4 separate regions of the Mus musculus genome follow, and all the other regions are linked to region 1. A link is a contact called in public ChIA-PET data. All regions are on one chromosome and are shown on one strand. Each heading gives the region's core, a stretch centred on a gene start, on an enhancer-like site or on the middle of the called end of the contact. The rest is flanking DNA. Distances are from core to core; before and after follow the strand shown.

The links. ChIA-PET counts read pairs in DNA pulled down with a chosen protein or histone mark.
Region 2: an RNA polymerase II ChIA-PET map of memory CD8 T cells shows a contact between it and region 1, with 37 read pairs. The contact joins two enhancer-like sites. A contact is called at or near these places in 3 of 484 Hi-C or Micro-C datasets (double positive thymocytes and regulatory T cells) and 4 of 115 datasets of contacts at active chromatin or transcription factors (DN3 thymocytes, double positive thymocytes, memory CD8 T cells and 1 more).
Region 3: a contact with region 1 is called in an RNA polymerase II ChIA-PET map of memory CD8 T cells, with 8 times the contacts expected there. The contact joins two enhancer-like sites. A contact is called at or near these places in 5 of 484 Hi-C or Micro-C datasets (CD4 T cells, CD8 T cells, DN3 thymocytes and 2 more) and 5 of 115 datasets of contacts at active chromatin or transcription factors (the 230-238 cell line, DN3 thymocytes, double positive thymocytes and 2 more).
Region 4: an RNA polymerase II ChIA-PET map of memory CD8 T cells shows a contact between it and region 1, with 6 times the contacts expected there. The contact joins two enhancer-like sites. A contact is called at or near these places in 1 of 484 Hi-C or Micro-C datasets (cortical neurons) and 2 of 115 datasets of contacts at active chromatin or transcription factors (large pre-B cells and memory CD8 T cells).

The regions. Positions count from the first base shown.
Region 1 is chr14:16,171,891-16,174,908 of GRCm38.p6, forward strand. It overlaps the pseudogene Gm8517. Among named protein-coding and RNA genes, the nearest start is that of Oxsm, 70 kb to the right of the region's middle. Within about 2 kb of position 1,656, at least 65 of the 459 cell types and tissues checked have an H3K27ac peak or open chromatin away from gene starts, as enhancers often do. A contact at or near this core is called in the 230-238 cell line, CD8 T cells, DN3 thymocytes and 4 more, where this site is marked.
Region 2 is chr14:15,745,332-15,748,548 of GRCm38.p6, forward strand. No RefSeq gene overlaps it. Among named protein-coding and RNA genes, the nearest start is that of Gm31804, 28 kb to the right of the region's middle. Within about 2 kb of position 1,705, at least 53 of the 459 cell types and tissues checked have an H3K27ac peak or open chromatin away from gene starts, as enhancers often do. A contact at or near this core is called in DN3 thymocytes, double positive thymocytes, memory CD8 T cells and 1 more, where this site is marked.
Region 3 is chr14:15,768,611-15,771,735 of GRCm38.p6, forward strand. No RefSeq gene overlaps it. Among named protein-coding and RNA genes, the nearest start is that of Gm31804, 4.9 kb to the right of the region's middle. Within about 2 kb of position 1,416, at least 67 of the 459 cell types and tissues checked have an H3K27ac peak or open chromatin away from gene starts, as enhancers often do. A contact at or near this core is called in the 230-238 cell line, CD8 T cells, DN3 thymocytes and 3 more, where this site is marked.
Region 4 is chr14:15,675,873-15,679,162 of GRCm38.p6, forward strand. No RefSeq gene overlaps it. Among named protein-coding and RNA genes, the nearest start is that of Gm31804, 98 kb to the right of the region's middle. Within about 2 kb of position 1,844, at least 5 of the 459 cell types and tissues checked have an H3K27ac peak or open chromatin away from gene starts, as enhancers often do. A contact at or near this core is called in memory CD8 T cells, where this site is marked.

The DNA.
Region 1 (3,018 bases), core at 406-2,905:
GGCTGCTAAAGAAACTTAAAGTTTGGGATGACATCAAAAATGTCTATTCCTCTCAGAGGACGAGAGGTGGCAAAAGCCAAGTGAGAAACCAACAGCAGACCCAGCAGTGGGGACCCTGTGTCCTATACAATGAAGATAATGGTTTCATCAAGGCCTTCAGAAACATCCTTGGTATTACTCTACTTAATGTAAGCAAAAACATTTTAAAATCTACTCCTGGTGGGCATGTGGGATGTCTCAGAATTTGGACTCAAAGTGCTTTCTGGAAGTTAGATGAGTAGTATGGCATTTGGCATAAGGCTGCTTTCCTCAAGAGTAACTGTAACCTTCCCATGCACAAGACGATGAACTCAGATCTTAGCAGAATCTTGAAAATCCCAGAGATTCAAAGAGCCCCCTGAGCACCACACAAGAAGATTCAGTGTAGAGTCTTGAAGAAGAATCCACTGAAGAACCACAAAGACTATGCACAGGAATACCATTCTTCCTAAGGCCAGAATCACAAACTTCAGGTGAAAAACTGGAAACAGCAGCCACTGCACAGGCAGCCAACTTGAAGAAGGTTGCAGCACAGGAGACTGCAGACAAGAAGTCGGCTGTAGGCAAGGAAGAAAGGAAGCCCAAGGATGTCAAGAAGATAAGAAGCCTGCAGGGGAAAAGGGTTGTGGCTACCAAGAAAACCAGCAGAAAAGAAACCTACCACAGAAGGAAAAAAGCCGGCTGCATAAACGATTAAAATTTGTTTCATTCCAGAGAGCCAATAGAGACAGTCTATTTGAATAAAAACATAACCAAAGGGGAAAAAACTAGCCCACACAAAAACACATAAAAAGAAAGCTATCTTGCTAAAATTCAATTGATTGAAAGAAAATAGAAAATCTAAAATAGCAATAAAAAATGTCAGAACTTCAGTACAACTGTCGCTTTTAAATGAAAGCAAATATTTTATAATAAATTGATAGATTATATTCTGTTTTTTAAAATGTGTGTGATGAATGTGAATTCAAGCATCAAATGGGGTACACTGAGGCACAGAATGGAAAACTGATTTCTTGGAACCTCACTAAGTGTATGAAGCCATCTACAAAAAGTGACAAATGCCATTACATAGTCTCGAGGTCTCATTTTATATACCTCCATTAAGGAACCCCTTTGTGATTTCACATATGTGACAGTGTCTGTGGGGCCACATAAGGATCCCATATTTGAGGCTGTGTCTGTCTTAGCCCTAAATCCAAGATGTACCAGCCAGGACACAGTCAGTAACTCTTCAATCTTCATATTGTAAGAAACATTTAATATTAGACTGTCCTGACAAACACTACAAAACTTTTGTTTACAACAAGGAATTCCAATCTCTTTACTTTCCCCATCTGGTAAAACCTTTATGCAAATGTTTTCATCCTTTCCAGGGTAAGCCTGATTTTACACAAATGCCCTGCTTGGCATCATCATATCTTAATGGTTCACTGCTCTGCTCATCTTCATTGTTTGCTCCAATTGTTTTGAAATTATCTACCCTCAAAAGACCATGAGGTCAAATCTCAGCCAATGGGGAAAAGACACAGTCAGCGGCTAGTTAAACACAAACTAATTGCACTTCCTGTGCAGGTGTGCTTGCTCACCCACAAACCGAGTTCACTTCCTGGGCAGGTGTGCTTGCTCAACCATCATTGTGAATAACACACCCTTCTGACAGGAAATAAACTTCTTTGTTGAGACACTTTAACCTGATTGTAATCTCTTTCTTTGCAACTTCAAACTTATTTCTAACAGCATCTTTCCTTGCCTCGTCCTAAATCAGTCTTGACTTGCTTAGGGAAGCCCTATTGCTGTTATGTAAGAGTACTAAACATTGTCTTATTGCCTTAAGCCACTGTGATTTCCAATGTTCTCTACTTGCCCCCTAAAGGTCAATGCTTGATCCAGGATCCACAGACTCACAGGCATGCAACATCAGTGAGTATTTTCTACCTTGACTTTCCCAACCACCAAGGCTCATCTGTTTAGTCCCTTTATGATGAGTCTGGCTATTTTACCCTAGTCTTGACCCTCATGGGATCTTTTCCAGGACTTCAAATGAATCCCTGAATGCTAGGCCTTCCATTTTTCCTCAGCCTAGCCTTGTTTCAGATATACCTCATTCTACCTCTGACCTTCTGATGTGCCTCCTTTGGTCCTTTCCAGGCTACCACTCAGTAGCAAGTAGCAAGGCTGTGGTCAATTATATCACATGTGGTTCCTGATAGACATCAAAAACTTCCATACCCACAAACCAGGCCTGGCTTGTCCAGCCTCTGCCCTATGCCCAAGCCTCAACCCTAGCTTCCAAATCTGCTATTTAATTTGCCCTTCTGCCCTGTTAAAGCCCTGCCAAGAAAATTTAATAACTGTAATTGCTTGCTGTAGTCATAATTAATCTGGAAAATGTGGAAGTGGTCTGTGTTACAGGTAGGAGTGCTTTACACAGGGATCTAGAGACATTCACACATGTAGCAAAACCAGAGGAAATTTGGCTACCAGCACTTTCACAGAGAACTTGCCTCAATCAGGATGTGGCTGATCCTCTAGGACTCTCTAAAAGCATCTTTGGAAACTCTACCTCTTTCTAACCAAGTGTTCCTACTGAAAACTCTCTACTAGGACCTAGGCAGGGAAGTATTCTTAAAAGGGCATTTCCCAAATTCTCCTCTGCCACAGGAACTTGAAGGAGGGGAAAATGGTCTGAATACAGACACAAGTGGTTAACCAAAATGATATATTCTACATTTTGCTTCCAGTGAGGCCCCTACAAGTAGACTCTCCTAGTTGGAGCCTGATCCTATATCCTCAGTCTGACTAAGGCATTGATTCAAACCAGATAAACCTTTTAGGACCAGAATGGTACTTGCCATATGACCCAAGTTTTCTGCTTTCTGGAGTCTCTGAGGAACAAAGATTTTTCTAGGACTGAGACAGACAAACCCAAGACACCAGAGGGCTTCATTCCTGGGACCTTAGATGTTCAGGCCACAGATG
Region 2 (3,217 bases), core at 455-2,954, 430 kb before region 1:
CAGAAGCCTGTAACAAGCATCTCACATGCAAACCCTAACAGAAATGTTTTCAGATTTGAGAACATTTCCCATTTGTCTGCAGGAGTCCAGGAGTCGACATTACCCTTTGGCAGCTGTCTCTCCTGCTCTCCTCCTCCCTGAGTAATTCATTGCTCAGTCCAGGATCAAATATGGTATATTCAAGGATGCCTCCTGGAATATTGACCATCTGAGGAAACATAAAAATATGACAAGGAACTTTAAATAGGAGGCACAGAAATTGTTTAAATCATTGGAAGTGGGGTGCAAGCTGGAGAAGAACTCAGTTATATCTTCTTTATGAAATGGATGTTGTATAATTAAAAAAATGAGTTGAGGAGGGCCTAGGCTGCCCCTGCTGGTATGTGAAAGCTTAAAAAACACATGTGATGTCTAAGGCTATTTTCTGATTCTATTTTAAAAGCTGAACTCAGTTGCCTGGTTGGAACTTTGGGGCTCATACAATGTTTTTGATGCTTTCTCTAAACTTGGAAACTCCTCGGTGTCACAGCCCAAAGGTGACATTCACCCATCACAGGCCACTCAACTCTGATGTGAGTATTTAGCAAAAATAGGTTGCCCACAGACGGTACCAGTCATTTACCTGACTGGCCTTATCCCCACTCCCTAGACACAGAAGTGAAATTTCAGAAATGAAAGTCGCTTGCTCAGGAATTGCAAAGAATGAAGCAAGAGCTGGATCCCTCCCCTTTTCTGTAGATTCTTCTGCTCTGTCTTTCTAAAAGGAAACATTTTGAACAAATAGAATCACAACAGACAACTCTATTAGATTCTCAGGCCTACCTGCTACATGTTACTTTTACAGTGGCAGTAGCCTTCCTCTTGGATACAAAAACCACCTTTAACATCTGTCAGCAGGATTCTCAGCCTGTGGTACAAAGCATGCCTGAGATTCCTGCTTAGGCTGGGCTGGAGCTCTGATAGGGAAAGCATGTTTACAGTGCTCTTTTGGGTCAATCACATTTTAGGATTTTTCCACACAGGGAAATTAAGTTTTCTTAATTAAATTTTAAAACCAGTGACATAAGAGGACTCAATAAATTATCATAGAAGCTAGTTGTGCTGAGCCACAGAACTTGAGAACTAAGGTTTGAACTATATGGTTACACACACACACACACACACACACACACACACACACACACACACACACACACACACACATATATATATATATATATATATATATATATATATATATATTCCCTATAGCACAGTAACTCCTCATCTTAAACACTAACCAACTGAAAATTATATTATCTCATGGAATTGACTTGAAGGAGTAAAGACTATTTTATCTCATGAAAGTACATATGCAAGGAAGCACACAACAGAACCTGGATATACTGGAGAGTGGAGGCTAGGATTAGAGGAGGATGCTTAAGCTCCTCCTCACATGGTTCTTAGTGGGATACACGGATACCAGCCAAAGCCAGCTTTAACTTCCTCCACTAGATACTTCTCTAAGATTGAATCAAATTGCTTTGTACGAACCTCTACCTGCTAGTTGATGGAAATCCCTTTACAGCAGATAAAGAGCATCCCGCATGAGTGACTACTGAGCACTAGGAGTCCAATTTGAGACCAAATATAAACACAAGATTAAATGTGAAGCCACAGGGTCCCCATCTGCCAGCATTGTGTTCTCTAAGAAGCATCACGAGACCTTCACTGAAGCCCAAGACAGGCGAGGCTCTGCCTAGTTACCACCTGGGTATGACTCAGAAACCCACTTCCTCTCACCAATCCCCCATCAAGTTACACATTTTTCTTAGTTTTTTTTTTTTCTGCTTAATATTTTTAATTTATTTTTATTAGGTATTTTCTTCATTTACATTTCCAATGCTATCCCAAAAGTCCCCCATACCCCCCCCCACTTCCCTACCCACCCACTCCCACTTCTTGGCCCTGGCATTCCCCTGAACTGAGGCATATAAAGTTTGCAAGACCAATGGGCCTCTCTTCCCAATGATGGCTTAATTTTTATTTTTCAAAGCCTCAGTAGCATTTTTTAAAAGCAGTTTGTAGGCAGTGTGAGTGTGAAGTGGTCTCTCCTTTGATAACACAAAGGGACAGTGAAGCAAGAACATGTGGGAACGTGATGAAGTAGGAGAGAGATGCTAGCTGAGCAACTTCAGGAGGGAGTCTCAATAATTAGCAATTTTGTTTTTAACCATTGTGGGCACTTCCATTTGTCCAGGTGTCCTGGCCTGGCCTGAAGCTGGAAATACCTGGGTTCTATCAGTAGTTCTGCCCTGCAAACTAAAATACCAAAAATACCAAATTGTTTAAGGGTGCTGACAGTACTCTGGTTTTTTTTTTTTTTTTTTTTTTTTGGTTTTTTTTTTGTTTTGTTTGTTTTGTTTTTTAATTTAACTTATCCTTTTCAGAATAGCAGCTGAAGCCTGGAACCTGTGGATGATCAGATACTTCACTAACCTTTAAGGGTGTGCCAGCAGAAGGTGTGCCAGGCAAGACACAGAAATGACAAGTCACATGAAGACCTCATGTGTAGGACAACTGTCCTGCTCAGCTCACTTCTCGTGCTTAGAGCAGGTTGATTATGACAACACTTTCCTGGGATCTATTTCGACTCTAAAGAATTTCTTCTTGTTTCATCTCTCATACATTCTCAACTATAATAAAATTCCTTTCGGAAACTCATTCTTTACATGGCATAAGACCATAGGACCATAGAGAGGAAGGTGGCACTGGAAGGTGCTCATGAGTACTTGTCCTTGCATCTTTAGCATCTGTACTAAGAAGACTACAAGTTACCTGTAGCCCAATGGAGGGCTTTTTCATTAAAGTCTTTGCATTTTGAAAGAGTCTGTGACTATTTGGAATGAAATAATTTAGATGAGCTTCTTCTGCTGGTGTTTTATGAAATGCCATTCTGAATGTGTTTTCATGGAATGGTGTTGTGTTGGTCAGGGAGCTATAGAATGTCTGACATATATATCTTAATCATAGCCTTTGATTCCTCTGGACCCAGAGAAGATCAATTAATCTGAGTACAGTAGTGTTTGCCTATAGCCGATACTTACTAACCAGTGCTGACTGGGTGGACCAGTGTAGATAGTGTTGATGCAGTGTGAAAACGTGGAAGACCCTTTCTTTTGATCATAGAATTTGCTGTTTCAAGACACATCAAGAGCTGAGCTTGCTGCCTTGTGCT
Region 3 (3,125 bases), core at 166-2,665, 400 kb before region 1:
GGCTTTACATCACTCTTCAGATGCTCTGCTGAGGTCCCATATTTTCCTAGCTATCTTTTCATCCATCACTCTAGATGTGGAAAACAAGATCGTGATCTTGTGGTCATCTTAGCCACATAGTACATACTGTCATTCTGTCACTTCTGAAACATGCCCTTTCTTTGCTGTCTTCCAGTCTTGTATGTTGAAAAGATGAGCTTCCTGTAGATACTGTTGGCCAGTACCAATTATTGTGAGTTTGTTTACAGTTCTTGAAGCAAGAACATCAGAAGTGTTCAGGTATAGAGCCCATGGAGCACACTCCCAGACCCACCTGTGCTCTCAGTAACTGGATAACATTCAATAGTCCCTCTGGCAAGCATACTGAATTATGTCCCTTACACTATGGCACCAATGGAAGGGAAAACACACAACACAAAAGTGATGAGATCAAGTAAACACTAGATTGTGATCAGACTTTACAGAACAGCCCTTCATGAGGGGGCAAAATAGCTTCAGAATTTAGACCCATGGCACCACTTCCAACAATAAACAGATGGATCTAAAGTCCTGAATCCCACTATGATCAGCCAAACCCATGGCTCCCCTGGGGTCTGAAGGCGAAGTAATGCATGATGGGAAATGCCTGTGATTCTAGGTGGAACCCTGAGGTAATGTACCAGTCACCAGGTCACTGTGACCATGACTTTACTGACCTTTTTGACTTTGAATTGTAGTGGTGATAGATTCTGAGATTTTTTGGGGGGGATAGTCACAGGATTCCTAACAGTAGCATATGCCTGTCCACATGCCCATGTAATACCAACCCTCATGCCTGCTGGCTTCTCTAAGTTGGTCCTTGGGGAACACTTTCAGTGTCAGCTCACTAACCCTGTCTTTTACAATTCTTGGCACTCTATTTTGTACATTTGAGAAGAAATAAAAGTGCTAACCCAGCTTGATGAGCCCTGTGTGGTTCTGGTTCTCTACATTGAGCGTTGGTTTTTTTGTTCCTGGAATAAAAATGATCCAGAAGATTTTACAGCCATTGAAACATTTGTTCGCTGTGCTGAGAACTTAAGAGGACATTCTAAAATGGTTTTCAAAATGTTTTTATGATGATGACATCAGCTGATATGAGTTTACTGTCTCTTGAGGCAAAGATCTTGAAAGCATTAGTGCTCTATTGCCAGCCCATGTCATCTTTGTTTGGCCCTCAATGGGACACAATTCCGGGTGTTTTATTCACCCTCAAAACACTTCGTTTCAAAGGGAGTTTAAACACTGTATAATAAACAGTAAAATTCAGGAGCAGAAAAAAATGAAAATGTAGGTGAGACAAGAAGGAAGTGAGAAACAGTCTTACAGAAAGCAACACTGCAGCCACAGTGTGAACCACAGTGTGACACCCATGGGAAAGGGAAACCAAGCCGCAGCCATGAGACAGGAAGAAGCCGGCTGCTGGGAAAGAATGACGTCACTTTCAGCAGTTACTCTTTTCTGGTAGAACGGGGAGGGTCAGACACGTTTTCTTCAGAAAAAAAAAAGAAAAGAAAAAAAAGAATGGAAAAATGGTTCCAATCAGTTCTGTCTCAGTGCCAGAAGGAATGAGACCCATGCTGCTGCACATCAGGTCAGTCCACAGGATGTGGCTGCATCCTTCACAGCTTTCTAAATGCAGAAGCTTTGAATCAGTAAGCCTGCTTTTAGTGAAATACAGTTTCAAGTCCAATTATGATGATATACACCTGTAACTCCATCAGGAGCTGAGACAGGAGGGCCACTTCTCCAAGATAACTCCTTCAGTGAACACAGGACTCCTAAAGTCAACACAGCCATGGAGGTTGCATGAGAGAACTTGCCCAAACCATGAAGCCTTGAGCCTTACCTTTCTTGGCATTTTAAGCACAAAAAAAAAAAAAAAAAAAAAAAAAAAAAACCATATCCTGGTCAGAACACTTCAGTTAACAAGAGCAGTTAGCAAGAAGTAGAACTGCAGGAGCAAAAAAGCAGTTAGTACATTTGTGGCTTTTCCAGCCACATCCCTGGACCATTGATGTAACCTTTGTATCTATTTTGTGAGGTGGTTTAGGTCTAAGTTCTTGTGTCAGATGTCCCCGCCTATGTTCTGAGTTCCAACACCTGAATGGGTTTCTGTCATTGCAATAGTTGTGCTAAGGTCTGGGAGCATGTTAGTTATATCATAAGCATGAGTCCAGCCTGAGGTACATATCCTGCCTCATGATATCAATCAAATAATAATAATAATAATAATAATAATAATAATAATAATAATAATAATAATAATAATTCAATTGAGAATACTTAATTTTGAATAATATAAATACCACTAAGAAAAGTAATTTGTAAATAATCCCCAAACTCATTTGATCGAGTCAATTGTGAACTAATAATTAATAGTTAAGATGTAAGGATTGTTACTCCCAAATATTTTTAACATAGAATATATGACATATCTCCTCCTCTCTGAGAGATATGAGGCTGCACTATCTTATTACATACCTCTGAAGATTTCAGCTAAGTCACACACATCTAATGATGCTGGTCAGGAGTCATCTCCACACAGTGGACATGAGAGCTGGAAATTGTTAGGTACATGATAATGTTTGAGACAAGGTGGGCAAACTAAAGAATGATTAAAAAGTATCATTAAATCAGCTCTCAGAAAACGATTCTAAAATTCATTGTCATTCATTTTTTTCTGTTTGCTCCATGGGGTCTGACTCCTTGCATCCAGTCTTCTATTTGTTGATTCTAGTGACAGCTTACAGTGTTAGTTTCGAAACTAGTTCATGATTCTTCATAGTGTGTGCAATATAGATTCTGAGCTCCTCCATGCTCTGTCTGAGAATGCTGTGTCTGTTCCCATTCATTATGGGGAGGAGAACGTATGTGGTTAGTTTTGGTAGCTACAGGCTCTTCTGGCAGTGACAATATCCTGGTGATTCTTCTAAGTCCAAGAAATCCCACTCACTGCATTGTGTATGGCTGATGGGAAAGAGAGCCAGAGTTCCCTGGCCTTCCCTGCTGTGGCACCTAACATGTGGGATTTTCTGTACTGGCTATCCTGGTGCTGAGTCCTCTGGCTGATCCTGATTTGTTCCAGGAAAACTACCTCATTTTCA
Region 4 (3,290 bases), core at 594-3,093, 500 kb before region 1:
GCCATCTCATTATTAGAAATTTCACAGGTATGATTTACCTTTTTCTCTCAGAGAAGCATCTAACAAGTGATCCATATCCTCTGTTCCTGCTGGAACATTCATTTAATGCCATATTTCATGTTTCTCATTCTTCAAGGCTACCACAGTGCCACACCATGCTTCTCTTCTCTGTAACATTCTTTATACAGTATCACAGTGACTCTAGCCATGGCTTGACTCCACCATGAGCTTCTCTGCATGTTCCCAACTCCTGAACTCCCTGGACAAAGAGTCTTCATAGCCAAAGTATCCTCTATGTCTGTCTGTATTGTACAGCTTGAAAGCCTTTTCCATCGTTTTGAATATCTTATATTGACATCAGTTAGAGTCTAAGAAACTATTAAACCTTTTTATTAAACCTTGAGGTTAGACTTCTAGAACAGAGGGCACTACTAGCTACTGTGTATCATCATAGAAATCTATGCAAGAATGCAAACCAGCCATCTTATTTGTAAGGAAGAACCAGCAGCTTTAGTCATCCTGGTGGGATCATCCTCAGCAGTAGCTTTGAACAGGACAGAATGGATAAGATAGAGGCTGGTGCACAGAGGCTGTTTCATGGCCAAGACAGAGAGAGAAGTCTTGGCTATTAGGAGAGTGTTAGATTTCCTTCAGTGGACTACTATGGGACCTCTCAAGGATTCTCAAGGATCATCCTAAACTGTCAAATTCAAGTTCTAAACCCAAAGCCTCACTGATTCAAGGCATCAGCCACATGGTTCTGGTAATGAGTACAAAGCATCATCTCCTTAATTATTAAGAACATTTCAGGCCAGGGAAAGAAGAGATGGTGTACTCCACTGCAAAAGAATGTCTATTCATGCTACCCACACACTCTTGTCTCAATCATAACAGCAGAGAAAACATTCCCAAAGAAGAAAAAGCACTCCAAGATTTATTTAGACTAATATAAGCAGATCTTTCACAGAGGCTGATGTGTGGAATCTAAAGATTTCATAGCTTCATTAACAGATATGTTACTCTTCTGCCCACAGCAGACACCTCCTGTGAGTGGCAACAATAGCTTTCTTCTACACCATCCTCCAGTCATTGACATAGATCTGCTTGACTCTCTTGTGAGTTCAAAGAGCCCACTGCAAAACAAACATGTAGATTAAAGGCTTGCTTTGGCCAAAAACTCAGAGCAATGAGTCTCTGAGAAATCTGGAACCTTTGAGAAAAAGACTTGTTCTAAAAACCATTATTGTAGTACCACAGGAAAAACAGCAATTACAGTGCCACAGTATTAACATGGTGCTTTATTAAGTCCATGGCAGACAGAGATGGCTCTGAAGTTGGGTGGTTGGTTTAGTGCCTGCTACAAGTGCTTGACTGAAGAATATAACTAAAGAACAGGGAAGGATTGGTTTAATCAGCTACTGGTGACATGCTGCCACCCAGACCATAACCAAGAGTGTCCAAGCGTCAACCATTACTGTGATCATTTGAATCATAAATGACTCCCACAGTCTTTGGTGTGTGAGTATTCAGTTCCCAGTTGGTGGCACTATTTGGCTAGATGTAGGGGATGTGGCCTTGTTGCACTATTTATGCTACTGGAGATGAACTTAGAAGTTTAGACACTCATAACGTTTTGAGCTCCCTCTCTCTCTCTCTCTCTCTCTCTCTCTCTCTCTCTCTCTCTCATTCCTGTTTGTAGTCTACAGTATGAACTATCAGCTGCTGCTCTAGCCACCATGCCAACTCTCCAACATCATGAACTCTACATCTCTATAACCATACACCTGAAGAAAGTGTTTCTTCTATAAGATGTCTTGGTTATGGTGTTTTATCACAGTAGAAAAGGAACTAATACAGGGGAACAAGCTGACCACAAAGCCACCAACTCCCTTCCTCTGGCCCATAACAACCTCCATTCTAATGAGAGGTTTGCATGAGATGAAATCCACTGTTGAAATGAGACTATTGTATCTAGACACATGGAGTTGTGCCTTTGTACAGAGACCTACTGTGACATGAGTATATTATGTGTTAGCTAGTTTTTGCATAGAGAATTGAGAGTGGATACTATAACTGCTCCATGGCAGGCTGGTTTTGTGGGGACCTAGATGACATGGATAAATAAGATCTTGGCCACAATGAACTGGCTTTTCATAAGGACCTGGCTGGCTTACTTTTTAGGTGACTTATCAAAACAGTGTATGAAAGAATGAAAGTAGGGTTTTGAGACTTGACAGAAAGTACAAAGTAGGAAAGAATCTGAAATCAATGGAAAATACTTCAAAACAGAAGCCCTTTACCAGAAATATGGCCTAGTTAAACAGTCATCCCACACTTAAGTACTGCAAGTTAAATCGCTATCTGGTGGATTTATTGTGTTGAAGTTCAGGCTGAACTTCCCTGCCCCTAATATTGAAGCAAAGTGAGACATCCAGGAGCAAAATCACCTCAGGTGTTGGTGAGCTCAGCAAAAATAGAGTCTCTGGAGACAGCTTCTTTGGGGCAGCATGTTTAGTGGTGGAAAATGACTACTTAAACCACTGGAGAGCTTTTTGAGTAAGTGTAAATTGTTAGCCAGGACTATGGCACTGAAGATTCCTCATTTGCATAGGAGGAAATCCAGGTGCTGCTGGACATGACCTTATAAGGAGAGTGAAAGTTTAAACGGGCTACTGGTCTATGTGACCTCCTCCAGGGAGCAAAGGTGGGATTGAGCTACCTGTGCTAGGACACACAGGCCTGAGGTAGTGTGGGAGCAATCCTACTTCTGTCTAACTCAGGATGAGATTTCTGGCATTTGGACACACTTTGACCCTACTCTTGTTTTGGCTGACTCTTCATGGATCCGTAGATCCACAACCCCACATTGATTGACTTCTATGAACACCTGTTGTATGCCATGGTGTGGTGTGAATTCACAGGTAAGGCCCTAGCTTACCTGTGAATTCGCTAGCTAACAACCCTGTGATCATAGAGAGAAAGAACTTTAAGTAAAAAAATCTGTGATAAAATGCTACTGAATGGAAGATTGAGATATATACTAGATGCATTGCTTAATTGTGCCTAGGAGCTGACAATAGGAGATATTCCTGGGGATGTCTGAGCAAGTGAAACTGAGGTACAAATATGTTGATATTGAAATATGAAATATAATCCTGTTCAAAGATTTTAGTAATTCCAAAACTCAAGAAAAGGACAGCAGGGCAGGAGAGGACTATTGGACTTGCTGCAACTTGCCAGGACAAGAGTTCCTTTCCATACTTTTCATTCACTTTAGAGCATGTCTAATA